Regions from separate parts of the Mus musculus genome. Here regions 1, 2 and 3 are each linked to region 4. The links are chromatin contacts, called in public Hi-C maps. All regions are on one chromosome and are shown on one strand. Each heading gives the region's core, a stretch centred on a gene start, on an enhancer-like site or on the middle of the called end of the contact. The rest is flanking DNA. Distances are from core to core; before and after follow the strand shown.

Evidence for each region. A called contact is a pair of places that touch in the nucleus more often than the background predicts.
Region 1: a Hi-C map of adipose-derived mesenchymal stem cells shows a contact between it and region 4, with 2.7 times the contacts expected there. The contact joins the enhancer-like site here to the promoter of Adam12 in region 4. A contact is called at or near these places in 7 of 39 promoter capture datasets (the 3T3-L1 cell line, cancer-associated fibroblasts, embryonic stem cells and 4 more), 1 of 15 datasets of contacts at CTCF or cohesin (the NIH/3T3 cell line), 7 of 484 Hi-C or Micro-C datasets (adipose-derived mesenchymal stem cells, cortical neurons, embryonic fibroblasts and 4 more), 6 of 115 datasets of contacts at active chromatin or transcription factors (the NIH/3T3 cell line, embryonic limb bud, embryonic stem cells and 2 more) and 4 of 9 other capture datasets (adipose tissue, embryonic stem cells, liver and 1 more).
Region 2: a contact with region 4 is called in a Hi-C map of uterus, with 4 times the contacts expected there. The contact joins the enhancer-like site here to the promoter of Adam12 in region 4. A contact is called at or near these places in 18 of 39 promoter capture datasets (3T3-L1-derived adipocytes, the HPC-7 cell line, HPC-7-derived erythroid cells and 11 more), 1 of 15 datasets of contacts at CTCF or cohesin (the NIH/3T3 cell line), 43 of 484 Hi-C or Micro-C datasets (3T3-L1-derived adipocytes, the AML12 cell line, the HPC-7 cell line and 19 more), 9 of 115 datasets of contacts at active chromatin or transcription factors (PVALB interneurons, VIP interneurons, bone marrow-derived dendritic cells and 4 more) and 4 of 9 other capture datasets (adipose tissue, embryonic stem cells, liver and 1 more).
Region 3: a contact with region 4 is called in a Hi-C map of muscle stem cells, with 1.7 times the contacts expected there. The contact joins the enhancer-like site here to the promoter of Adam12 in region 4. A contact is called at or near these places in 14 of 39 promoter capture datasets (3T3-L1-derived adipocytes, the HPC-7 cell line, cranial neural crest and 8 more), 17 of 484 Hi-C or Micro-C datasets (brown adipocytes, embryonic fibroblasts, embryonic stem cells and 9 more), 2 of 115 datasets of contacts at active chromatin or transcription factors (the NIH/3T3 cell line and neural progenitor cells) and 4 of 9 other capture datasets (adipose tissue, embryonic stem cells, liver and 1 more).

What each region holds. Positions count from the first base shown.
Region 1 is chr7:134,006,838-134,009,544 of GRCm38.p6, reverse strand. The region is part of intron 4 of Adam12 (a disintegrin and metallopeptidase domain 12 (meltrin alpha)); the gene reads left to right. Among named protein-coding and RNA genes, the nearest start is that of Gm39103, 15 kb to the left of the region's middle. Within about 2 kb of position 1,429, at least 31 of the 459 cell types and tissues checked have an H3K27ac peak or open chromatin away from gene starts, as enhancers often do. A contact at or near this core is called in the NIH/3T3 cell line, adipose tissue, adipose-derived mesenchymal stem cells and 4 more, where this site is marked.
Region 2 is chr7:133,975,275-133,977,997 of GRCm38.p6, reverse strand. It overlaps Adam12 (a disintegrin and metallopeptidase domain 12 (meltrin alpha)), which reads left to right. Exons shown (of 23, transcript NM_007400.2): 7 at 2,470-2,535. Among named protein-coding and RNA genes, the nearest start is that of Gm51500, 43 kb to the right of the region's middle. Within about 2 kb of position 1,392, at least 12 of the 459 cell types and tissues checked have an H3K27ac peak or open chromatin away from gene starts, as enhancers often do. A contact at or near this core is called in PVALB interneurons and uterus, where this site is marked.
Region 3 is chr7:134,087,374-134,090,073 of GRCm38.p6, reverse strand. The region is part of intron 3 of Adam12 (a disintegrin and metallopeptidase domain 12 (meltrin alpha)); the gene reads left to right. Among named protein-coding and RNA genes, the nearest start is that of Gm51501, 36 kb to the right of the region's middle. Within about 2 kb of position 1,258, at least 12 of the 459 cell types and tissues checked have an H3K27ac peak or open chromatin away from gene starts, as enhancers often do. A contact at or near this core is called in embryonic fibroblasts and muscle stem cells, where this site is marked.
Region 4 is chr7:134,223,839-134,226,538 of GRCm38.p6, reverse strand. It overlaps Adam12 (a disintegrin and metallopeptidase domain 12 (meltrin alpha)), which reads left to right and starts at 1,442. Exons shown (of 23, transcript NM_007400.2): 1 at 1,442-1,752. The coding sequence starts at 1,662.

The DNA of each region.
Region 1 (2,707 bases), core at 180-2,679, 220 kb after region 4:
GGGGTGAAGAACTCTGGGAGGGAGGACTGAAGGGGGCAACATTGGGATGTAAATAAGGAGAATAATTAATTTTTAAAACTACAGCGAGAGCTACAGTAGCTAGCACCCTAAACTCTGTGTTGAAATGACTTTCCAAAGCCAAGAGTGCACAGCCACACCTATTCGACAAGTCAAGAACTTACCACTCCCAGAGCCTAACAAAGGCTATCTAGGCAAGAGGGCCCTGCACAGAACAGCTCAGCAAGAAGGAAACTAAATGCCAGGGTAGGAGGTTGGAGGCAATAGCAAGCAAAACAATCGCACCAAATAAATCTATTTAAAATAACAGTTAGGAGGGACTATGTTTAGGCGTTCTCAAACAAGACGGAGAAGTAGACTTGAAACAGTTTAAGAGTTTGCCTTGTGCTAAAAATAATAGGCATGCTGATTAGCTTTGATAAGTAAAATATGAGGCACCTGAACATTTTCAGAATAAACATCCAAAGAACAGAAAAACAGTGTATTCTTCCAAATAACAGGCTATCAATGGAAATCTTGTTTCAACCTAGTGCAGGGCAGGATAAAAGAAAAAGACAGGAAAAGAAAGAGGATAAATATAAAAACAGGAAGGAAAAAGATTAGAATAATATAACACATGAATCTCATTGTATGTAAATAGGTTGAATAGACTTGTTAAGACCCATAGCCCCATGTATAAAATGGAAAGAAATCAAAGACTGGGTAGATAGATCTGAATTTAAAATAAAAATAAAGCAGTTGTAATTGTACTGACATCAGACAAGCTAGTGAAGTAGCAAGAGGGGCAGGGAAAAAGGGAGAGAGGGACATATTAGTGACCAAGAGGTCGTTATGTAATGAGAAAGAAACAAGTCAAACAAACGTTCTAACCCATGGGAGAGGGGTCTCCTCAAATACTGACATTCTGGTCATGCCAGCTAAAGCATCAGCCAAGCTATGGCAAAGATACGGAGCCAAAGAGCTGGCTCCCTGAATAGGGTCCGGGTGCAGCAGCTAGGCCTTGTTGCTGGTGAGGAGTCAGATGCAGCCTTGGGAGTTTGATTCTTGTTGACTCAGACTGGAAAACAAAGGGAATTCGCTGACTCGTCTCCTTGCCCCTTCTAATCATCCCTCAATGGGTCAGCCTGAATTTAAAGTTACATGTGGAGTGAGAACCACTTGGCCGGAGTGCTTTGGTTGTTTTTAATATAACAACAATTAGGGCCAGCCGCCTGACTCAGAGAAGTGGCTGACATTAACTCTGGAATCAATCTCCTGTGACTCCTCCCCAAGATGAAATGTTTGAGTTTGTCCTTTGCTGGTTACATCTAAGGAAGAATTATCTTTTGTGCTGTCACTCCTAATATGGCCTGCGGGTGACCATAGGCATGCCATGTGGGCTATTCACATTCCCACAGAAGCCCTGGGGAGACTGGAGTAGCCGGCCAGCTCTCTCAGTGCCTACAGTGTTTGGTAATAACATATCTGTCTGTTGCCCACATGTTGACTGGACAACTGCTTGGGCCATGCACTGTACCCACCACTGAGAATACAGCAGGGTTAAATATAGGTGAGGAGACTCATGGAGAGAAAGGAGGGGACTGGTGTGGTTCCAGCGCGCACAGCTGTCTGTACTAAGTGTCCTGATGGAAAGGCTACAAGGGCCTGATCTTGTCTGAGGTGTCAGAGAAGGCTGCATGGAGGAAAGAACTTGTGGACCAAAATTTAAAGCTGGAGGAGGCATTCACCCAGCGTCAGGAGAAGGAGAGCATTCCAGGACACTGCTACAGTTTTTCCAGTGCAGGGAGGGTGGGGGAGGAGGGGAAAGAGGGAAGCGGCAGCGTTATGCAAAGGTGACCAAGCTCAGAGTGACTTGGAACAAAGTCATGATAGAAGGATGTTTGGAAGCCATTGAAATGTCCCTTTAAGGTGTGTCATGCTCTGGGGGCTTGGGAGAGGCTATGATAGGGCCAGGCAAGTGGCTTGCCTAGATGAGCTAGAGGTTGAATAGACAGTTTCTACTATAAAGACCAGGTGTATAGAGATGGAGAGAAGGCAAGAAGTCTAAACATACCTAGAAGGACCACTCGTGAAAAACCAAGGGAGTTTCCAAGGCCATTTATAGGCTGTGGTGTCTGTCTTACTCTAAAGGTATCAACATTTGTAGGACCTCTTAGAGATGGGTCTTCAGTTTGGGTTCAGTAGCTGTAGGCCTTAGGACAGCAGCCATGGTTCCACTCTAACTGGGTATAAATCCCAGCTTGGCTGGAGTGCTTCACCAGACATGTAACACAGAGGCAAAGCAGCAGACACAAGGACCGCACACAGCCAGACCTTTGGGAAGATTAGCACACCACCATGGTGACAGCAGCTTACAACAGTCCATTACTTTGTTGCACCCTGAGATCCTCTGAATCTCTTGCAAGAGACTGGGCTGCCTCTGGAGTGGGTACATGAGTGAATGCTTCAGCCACTGGACTCTCGAGGCTCAGGAATGTCCATCAAAAGCAGCTGGGCCTGAAGGTCTCCCTCCTGGTAATTACATGAAACACCTGGATCTGGAACAGCACTGTAGAAATGAATGCGGGTATGCAAGTCAGGGGTGCACCTTTCTCTCTGGCAAGTCAGCTTCTCTTGCCCTCCTCTATTCCTTTATGCCATAAAAATATGCGGTGCAAGAGGCCAGCATGGGAGAGCAGTTAGCAGAAAG
Region 2 (2,723 bases), core at 143-2,642, 250 kb after region 4:
CCCATGGAGGTAATTTAAGCCTTGCTTTCAGCAGGGAGTTGGCCACTCCCCTGTGGCTTTTCATTTCGATGTGGTTAAACTTCTCTCTGAGCTTGCAATTCTCTAAATTCATGAGAAAATGTGGATTTCTCTGAAAACTGCAGAGACAGGAAAATTGTGTTCACGTGTTTGTTTTCATTATCTGGGATTGTATGTTTTCTAAAGGATGATCCAAGGCCAGTTGGAAATGTCCTCTGCCCAGAGATTCCCCCCCCCCTCTGCAGTCTGAGAAGCGTAAACGCCTAAGCAAGCAGAGCTCTCTTGAAGATTTTGTCACGAGAGATTAATTTATTTCTCCATGTCCACAGCCGTGTTTTTGTCTGCATGATTGACTGAATTTGTTTATGGTGGAACAGGGTATATTAGCAGAGAGGGAGAGGCAGGAGAGGAAGAAATTGACTCCTGGGAGCTGGAAAGATGGCACAGGCAGTAAGCTGCACTCTACTCTGGGGTCAGATCCCAGCACCCGGGTACAGAGCTAGGTGCAGTAGAATGCACCTGTCACCCCAGCACCCGCAGAGGAGCGAGAGGCAGCCGGATCCCAGGGACTCGCTAGCGAGCCAACCTAACTAAAATGATAAACTCCCAGTTCACTGAGAGACCAAGTCTCAAAAAAAAAAAAAAAAATCAAGGTGGAACAGGTTAGAGGAAGACACATGCCATCAACCTCTGGTCTCCATGAGTACGTACATACAGTCGCTCATTTTCTCTCTCTCTCTCTCTCTCTCTCTCTCTCTCTCTCACTCACACACACACACACAGAGAGAGAGAAACACACACCTACAGGAGCATGATACAAACACATATACAAGCATACACCACAGAGGTGAGGAGAAAAAGGTTGGGGAAAGTCCTATTCCTTTGGCCACTTCTTAGTGAAAGAGAAAAAGCACAAGACTCTTTATTTCCAGAAGTGTCTCATTTTGAACACACAGGGGGGCTAACTTTTGCCTTTCTGAGTTTGTAGCTAGCACAGTGGAGCCTGCCTGTGCATACAGTTACCTAGCCTGACAGTTTCTCCTTGCAGCACCGTAAAAGCGTGAGAAATTATCCCTTTCATGGTACTTTCTTTTCCTTCCTCCATGAGGTTTCCAGATTTCTTCAGGGACACCTAAATTCATGAATCAGCACAGCTGGGCAGCAAGCAGGAACACCACTATAATACAAACATTTTTCTTGTAAAAATCTGTTTGGAAGATTCTGGACTGCTGGAGATTTGTTTTATGAAAGATGTTTCCCTCCGGATTATGTGACTGGAAACCTGATTCAAAGCATGCCTTCATCCCTTTTGCTTTTGTCTGGACAAGTGGTTGTAACACTGAGTTTTCAGCTTAAGCCCTGTATGAGACTTAAGTCATAAACCAGCAATTTCGGTTGGGAAGGACCAGAGACAAGCTGCAACCCCCACTTCCTTTAACTGCGTTATTGCAGAAACAGAAAGCTTTGCTCTTTTGTTTTCGATGTTTGAGTGTTTTGAGACCACCCTCCACGAATTGTTTTATTTCCCCTAAAACTGCCTTTGGGATCCTCCCAGTAATTTACAGAAGAGTGCAAACGCTTGCTGAGGAAGCTTGATTAAAATGTTATAACCTGCCTCAGAGGCCATCTTGTTTGGATCTATATCTCTTCTGCTGAGCTCCGGGTTCTGCACCTTGATACACAGTTTCCGTATTCAGCTAGCTGCCCCACTCTTGCCAATGTTAACCCTCCCAGATCATCTCCCAGGCCTTTTAAAAGATACTGTTTCTTCCTGGTCTCTGCCTGCTCCTTTGTATCTTGTCTCTCTGCACCTCCCTTTGCCTCTCTGTTCATCAGCATCTTCTACTGCTGCAAACTATGTTCTTAAATGACTGGCTAATAGCATCCCTTCCCCAGAAAAAGAAAAAAGAAAAAAAAAAAACACATTTCCCAGAGGGACCACAGTTTCTCTACAAAGTGTGTTCTCCTCTACTCTCAGCATGGAGCAGATGAAAATGGGCCATAAAAGTTCAAGAAACACCAGTGACAGGCTGGGCTCCAGTGTAGCCTTCAGAGGGCTTCACACCCATGTGTAATCTATAACAGCAAGCCTTTGCTGGCCCTGGTTCTAGAATGTTCTTTGGAGATGTTTATATGTTCATTTTGTTTAAAAATGACCATGGTTTCTTTTAAATTCATAATCAATGAGACAGCCAGAATGTTAAACTCCTTTTTAGGGTTTCCCGTGTGAAAGTGGGAACCAGATCACCCCCTGAGGCTTTGTAAGAAGATCACTGGAGCTGGAAGTCAGCTTCTAGAGGGCACACAGCCACAAAGCCCAGGAGAGGAAGAGTCTCCCCTCCAAATATCGTTATTGTGTTATTTGTTTCTGTTTTCAAAAGACATGCAACAGTGCTCTAGTTGCCTCTGGGAAGTACTAAGGGAAACTAAGCTCTCACTTTCTTTTGACAGCATAAGAGAGAGACCCTTAAGATGACCAAGTACGTAGAGCTGGTTATTGTGGCAGACAACAGAGAGGTAAGGACCTGTGAAACTCCTCTGTACAATTGGTCTCAAAAAGAAATGAGAGAAAGTACTTAGCCAGTTAGGACTTGCTTTACCTCCATGCCTTCTCACAAACATTGGAGATGAGAATTTAAAAGTGGGCTTTTCTATCTGAGGAAGCATTTAAGATGCATCTAGTGCAATATAATCGCAAGTGAACC
Region 3 (2,700 bases), core at 9-2,508, 140 kb after region 4:
TACTGTGTTCCCCTAGCCTTCCTGAGAGAGAGGAGAGGAGAGCTGCTTCCACACATCTCTCTTCTCCTTCTCCCCTCTGGCCACCTACTTTTCCAGAAAAGATCCACTTGGTTCAGTACATAAGCTGCCCCTGACTCTAGAAATCTAGACAGGGTCTCTGTGAAAGGAAGTGGCCAGATGTTGGAGACACACCAAGCTGTGGCTTTTCTCTTTTAATAGTTTTTACTCATGGGCACAATCCAGCCTGAGCCTATAGAGCTGTCTGCCCCATGGAAGAGCTAAACATGGCATTTCCCTGACCCCTATAGGCCACTGGAAAGAAGAAGAGGAAGGTACCCCAGCCACCCCAGGCAGGCCTCAGGCTTTTTCACATCAGAGTTCTGTGTTATAGGAGCCCTGGGCAATCTCACTATAGACTTACCATATACTGCCCTTCGTCAGATTACCAAGGGGTCTGGGTATTTGGAGCCCCGTGGCCTTACTTAGAGTATGGGTCAATGGGACACTGTGAGACATGTTGCTAGGTTGGAATCCAAGCCCTGCTCTGTGATCTGTTTGGCCTTTGTCTGACATCTGGCTTTGCTGAAGTTGCCACTCCCATCGAAAAACTTGAGCCCGATCCCCCAGGAATGCTGTAAAGGTGCTAGCTGCCGGAATGCAGGGGTAGGAACATCAACTTTGGCCTCATGCTTATGTAGCATTTGACAGACAGAGCCATTTCCCTTGTCCCCCAAATTATATATAGCTACCTCACAGGTTCTCAGCTCGTCCAACCAAGGTCACTCCGCGTAGAAGGCCATTCATCACTTCTGATACCTGTGATGTGTACAGCAGAGGCTGACACCAAGACAAGCTTTGTGGAGAAGCAGTACCAGCCCCAATTAGTTCTTGTTCTCAGCCTTTCTCTCAGCTGATGTGAGTGAGCAGGAGACTAAATGTGACAGGTGGAAGTTGAAGGGGGAGGGGGGAGAAATAGCACGCCTCTTTGGGATCAGATTTGAGCCTTTGTCAGTGCTCTGTTCTTTAGACTTACTAAGAGAGCAAGAATTGAGATTATGCCACATCCAGTTACTTAGAGCTCTGCTTATTATAAGCACCACTCCCCACCCCGCACTGCATCCTATCTGGGCTTTCGTGAAAACTCACAAACCGTAAATGGATAGGGGAATAATGGGAGCCAATGCGGAGTATTTTCTGTTTGAATAAAGCAAAAATGTTTGTGGCCGAGGAGTTGGCAGAAAGCTGGGCTTTCTAAAGCTCCGAGGAACCCAGGGACAATTAGTCAGGATGACAAACCAGCTGACAAAGGCACTTTCCCTCAGCCCACGTGAAGGGAAGGGGAATCTCCATCCAGTAAATCTCATTTCTAAAGGGTTGGGCTGTGTATCGAATGGCGTCTGAGGTCTCTACAGGGATAAAGAAAGGAATGGGTGGTGGGGGTGCATACAGACCTGACATCACCTGGTGTGAGGAGAGTGTGAAGTTGTAGGCGCATCACCCTCTCCACCATCACCAAAGTCTCTTGAATACCAATGTCTCCATCTTCCTTACACTTAGAAAACAAGCCAGAAATGAGGATAAGGGCCCCATAGGGAATTTTTGGGGGACTCTATGGGTTGGTGTGACTATTAGACCCACTAAAGAATACTTGGTGCGTGTTGTCTGCTACTCAGTGGGTCAGGTTGCATGGCTTCTGGAAAGCCAGGCAAGCTGTTCCTGCTGAGTGGAAGAGACAGTCCTGTGGTTGCCACTCATCTGGATCAGGCGCTCTGCTCTGTCTTCTTCCAGCACTGTCCCTGGGGTGGGCACTGGCCTTGTCACTACTACTCAGGTGAAAAGCACCCTCACAGAGAAGCTAAAAGTCCTGAGGGGAGAAACATCTAGAAATGGAGGCATGCTCTGTAAACCTGCCAACTCATTCTGTGTAGATCCCAAAAGCTGATTGCCCCCAAGCAGACTATGTTCTTATGAGGGCAAGTTCTGTGCTACAGGGACACTTGGACCTGACCTCTTTCTAAATACAAGTTCTCTGTAACAGCCTAAAGTGTGTCCATGAACCCCTTTGACTCAGGACTCTTCCTGCCTCCAGAGAGTACCAGCATTCATGTTCCATGGGCCGCTGTTCCTGCAGCACATGAGCAGTAACCCTGCTCAAAGGGGCTGCACTGCTGAGGACCTCAGGAGACAGCCATCTAGGCTAAGGACTTCTGATGGACAGTGGGTTGCCCTGGACAAGATGGTTTCTTGGGATATTTCATTCTAAGATTCTATGACAGTTCTTGACACAGGAATGTCATTTCAAGAAATTGGAAGAGGCTGCCATTTTTGACCAGACAGCTTTAGATACAAGGTTAACACAGTACCTGCCAAGTTCCCTTGCTCTGTGGGAAGAATGAACATGGTCTGACTTGCAGGGAGAAGCTGAATTCCAGCTCCCTTGAATTTTAGATCTGCCTCTCCCTCCCATCATTTCTGTGTTGGTTACAGTTGATAGAAGCTGCTGGCCAAGTTCCCTCTTCTTCACTGAGGAAGGAAATACATGGAGAGTTGATTACAAGCATGTTAACCAAGTCCACATGTAAAGGCATTACAAAACGAGTAGGTAGCTGGTGTGTGTGAAAACCATCCATAACCCCTTACTTTTGGGCAGCCTCAACATCTAAACATCTCCACAGATCTCTTAGACACGTGCATGCTCCA
Region 4 (2,700 bases), core at 193-2,692:
GCTGGAGAGTAAGGCTACTTTCCAGCGAGGTGGTCAGGAACACAGCCTTCCCCAACCCGACTCTCCTCATACTGTAGATCTGACCCAGAACAGGGGAAGCTGTAGGACCAGAACAGAATCTCTGTGGTTGGCCCGACCCCCAGCTGCAGTGTAATCAACTAAGGCTTTGAAAACTGCCAGGCCCAAGATGGGTTCTGGTTCACTGGCCAGGATGGGTGTGGCATCCCCTTGAGCCCTTACAAGTTCTAAGAAGTTCCCATGTTAGGGACCACAGTGGCCATTATTCTCCAGATGTCTGTCTGTCTGTCTGTCTGTCTGTCTGTCTGTCTGTCGCCTGCTGCTTCTCACTTGGTTCTCAGGAACACAAAGAGTCCGATTAGGAATATGTCAGGCCAATGAGAAGGCGGGGAAGGGTACAACTATAACCCTGAGGTGAGGCCTTCCATCCCTTTACTGGGGCTAGCCTAGCTGTGTTCCCGAAGAACAGCTCACTCTGAAGATGTAGGAGGCTGCCTGGCAATTGGCATTTTCTCTCCCCGTCAGGCTTTGCCCACTATCTTGGTTTTTTGTTGAGGCAGAATCTCACTTGGTAGCTCAGGTTGAACCAGACAGGGTGTAGCCCCTTGTTGGCCTCAAACTTGCAGTAACCCTCTTGTCTCAGCCCACCAAATGTTAGGATGAAGGGCATGCATCACCAAGTCCGGCTGCAATTTGCATCTCTAACCAGCCAAGCCAGGTGCCCCTTAAGATCAGTGAAGTTTGGAACGTATCTGGACCTTTTCCTGGGTCTAGATAACTGAAAGGAAACTTTGGCCAATCTATCAGCATCAAAACCAGAGCACCACAGCGAAAACGCTGTGCCCGAGTGCCTGCTACTGTAAATTCAATCTTATTTCTGAGGTGTGAGGTACTGGTTTGGCGGTTTGGAACGTCCAGCCACAGGCTGCCTGGCTGTGCACCATATACCAGACCTGTTCCTCGCGTCCCGCCGGTTCCCAGCTAGCCAGCAGCTAGCAGCCCAGTCATCCTTTCCAGCCTCAGTCTGGAAAGCTGGACCCCGGCGCCGCGTGTGCTCTTGGCTGCCGGCGCCCCGGGCCCCGCGGCCACATCATCCTGAGGCTGGGAAGTGTGCGTTCTCGCGCCTTTGCGCCACACAGCTGGTCTACGCGGCGGCTCGCACAAGGGGTCTGAGGGTATCCTGCATCCAGCCACCCCCGGGAGTGGATAGGACCCAGGCTGTCGGGGACCCCGGAGCGGTCTCTAGGACCCGCGGGACGCCGCAGGAAGGCGGGGTGCGGGGGAGACGCTAATTTGTTCCGTGGTAATGAGAACGGCGACTGCTGGCCGCGGATCCATTGCACAGGCCCGCCCTCAGATCGCTGGTCCCCGGCGCCAACTCGGACAGGCTGCTCATTTATTGCAACGGTCAAGGGCGGCTCGTGCCAGAGTAGCGCGCGCGCGCACGCACACACACGGGGAGGGGAGAAAGTTTTTTTTTGAAAAAATGAAAGGCTAGACTCGCTGCTCAGCGACCCGGGCGCTGCGCGAGGGGGTCGCGGCAGACTCAGGGCAGTAGGACTTCCCCCAGCTCGGCGCCCGCGTGGGATGCTGCAGCGCTGGCCGCGGGGCCCCCGAAGCAGCTGCACGCCAGGCCGGCGACAATGGCAGAGCGCCCGGCGCGGCGCGCGCCCCCCGCCCGCGCCCTCCTGCTGGCCCTGGCTGGGGCCCTGCTGGCGCCCCGTGCAGCCCGAGGTAAGTCACCCGCACAGGCGGCTGCCTGCGCGTCCTCTCCCCGCCACCTCGCTACAAGTCAGGGTCTCCGCGAGTGCCACAGCCACAGGGAGAGCAAACGCACCCAGGGCGCATCTGAGGACCCCCCTGGCTCGCGCTCCCAGAGCCTTGACACTGGTCCCCCGCCAGGTGCTCACTCCGGGGGTTGGGTTGGGGTGGCACGGGAGAAGAAGACGCTTTGCTTGGGGGCCTTGAGGCAGCTAATGTCTGAATGAAATGTCTTGGAGTGACATTTGCTCCTAAGGCTCACAGTGTCTTGACAGTTACACGTGTCTCCTGGGAGGGTGTGCGTGGGGTCGTTTTCCTGATCCAGTGGGGTAGTGAGTTCCTTCACCCAGCTTCGGAGTCAACTCCCCACGAGGTTTCCTTTCCACCCCCGCTCTGACACAGCTGGGGGATGCAGAGGACGCCCCCCGCGGCCTCCCATCACAGGTGTACCTGCAGCGCTCTTTACTTTTTTTTGTTTCAATTGACTTCGTGGCCCTTAGCGATTTCTGGCTTCACTCGCTAATTGTCAGTAAGGATCAAACTTTAACAGAACTCATTCCCCTTTCTTGCTCATCCTTGGTAAGTAAGGGCTTACACCAAGACCTCGTGTAGCGCGAGTACCCACTCCAGAGTTAAACAAAAGTGCATACATTAAAGGAGTTTTTATAGACTTGTATTTTCCTGAGTTGAATCTTCTTAAAGCCCGGGCACCTGTGGATCCTGTTTGTATAATGAGAACTCACAGCAGGTGCCTTTTTAAAATTCGGGAGCTTCCCTAGTCACCCTTGCTGCCGGCCCCTTTTGCCGCTAGGGGCGCTGTTCACCAATGAATGATTCACCTTGGCCTCCAACTCTTATTTCTGTGATTCTAGGTATCAGGCATTTAGCTAGCCCCCCATCATCAACTGTTTCCAACACGAA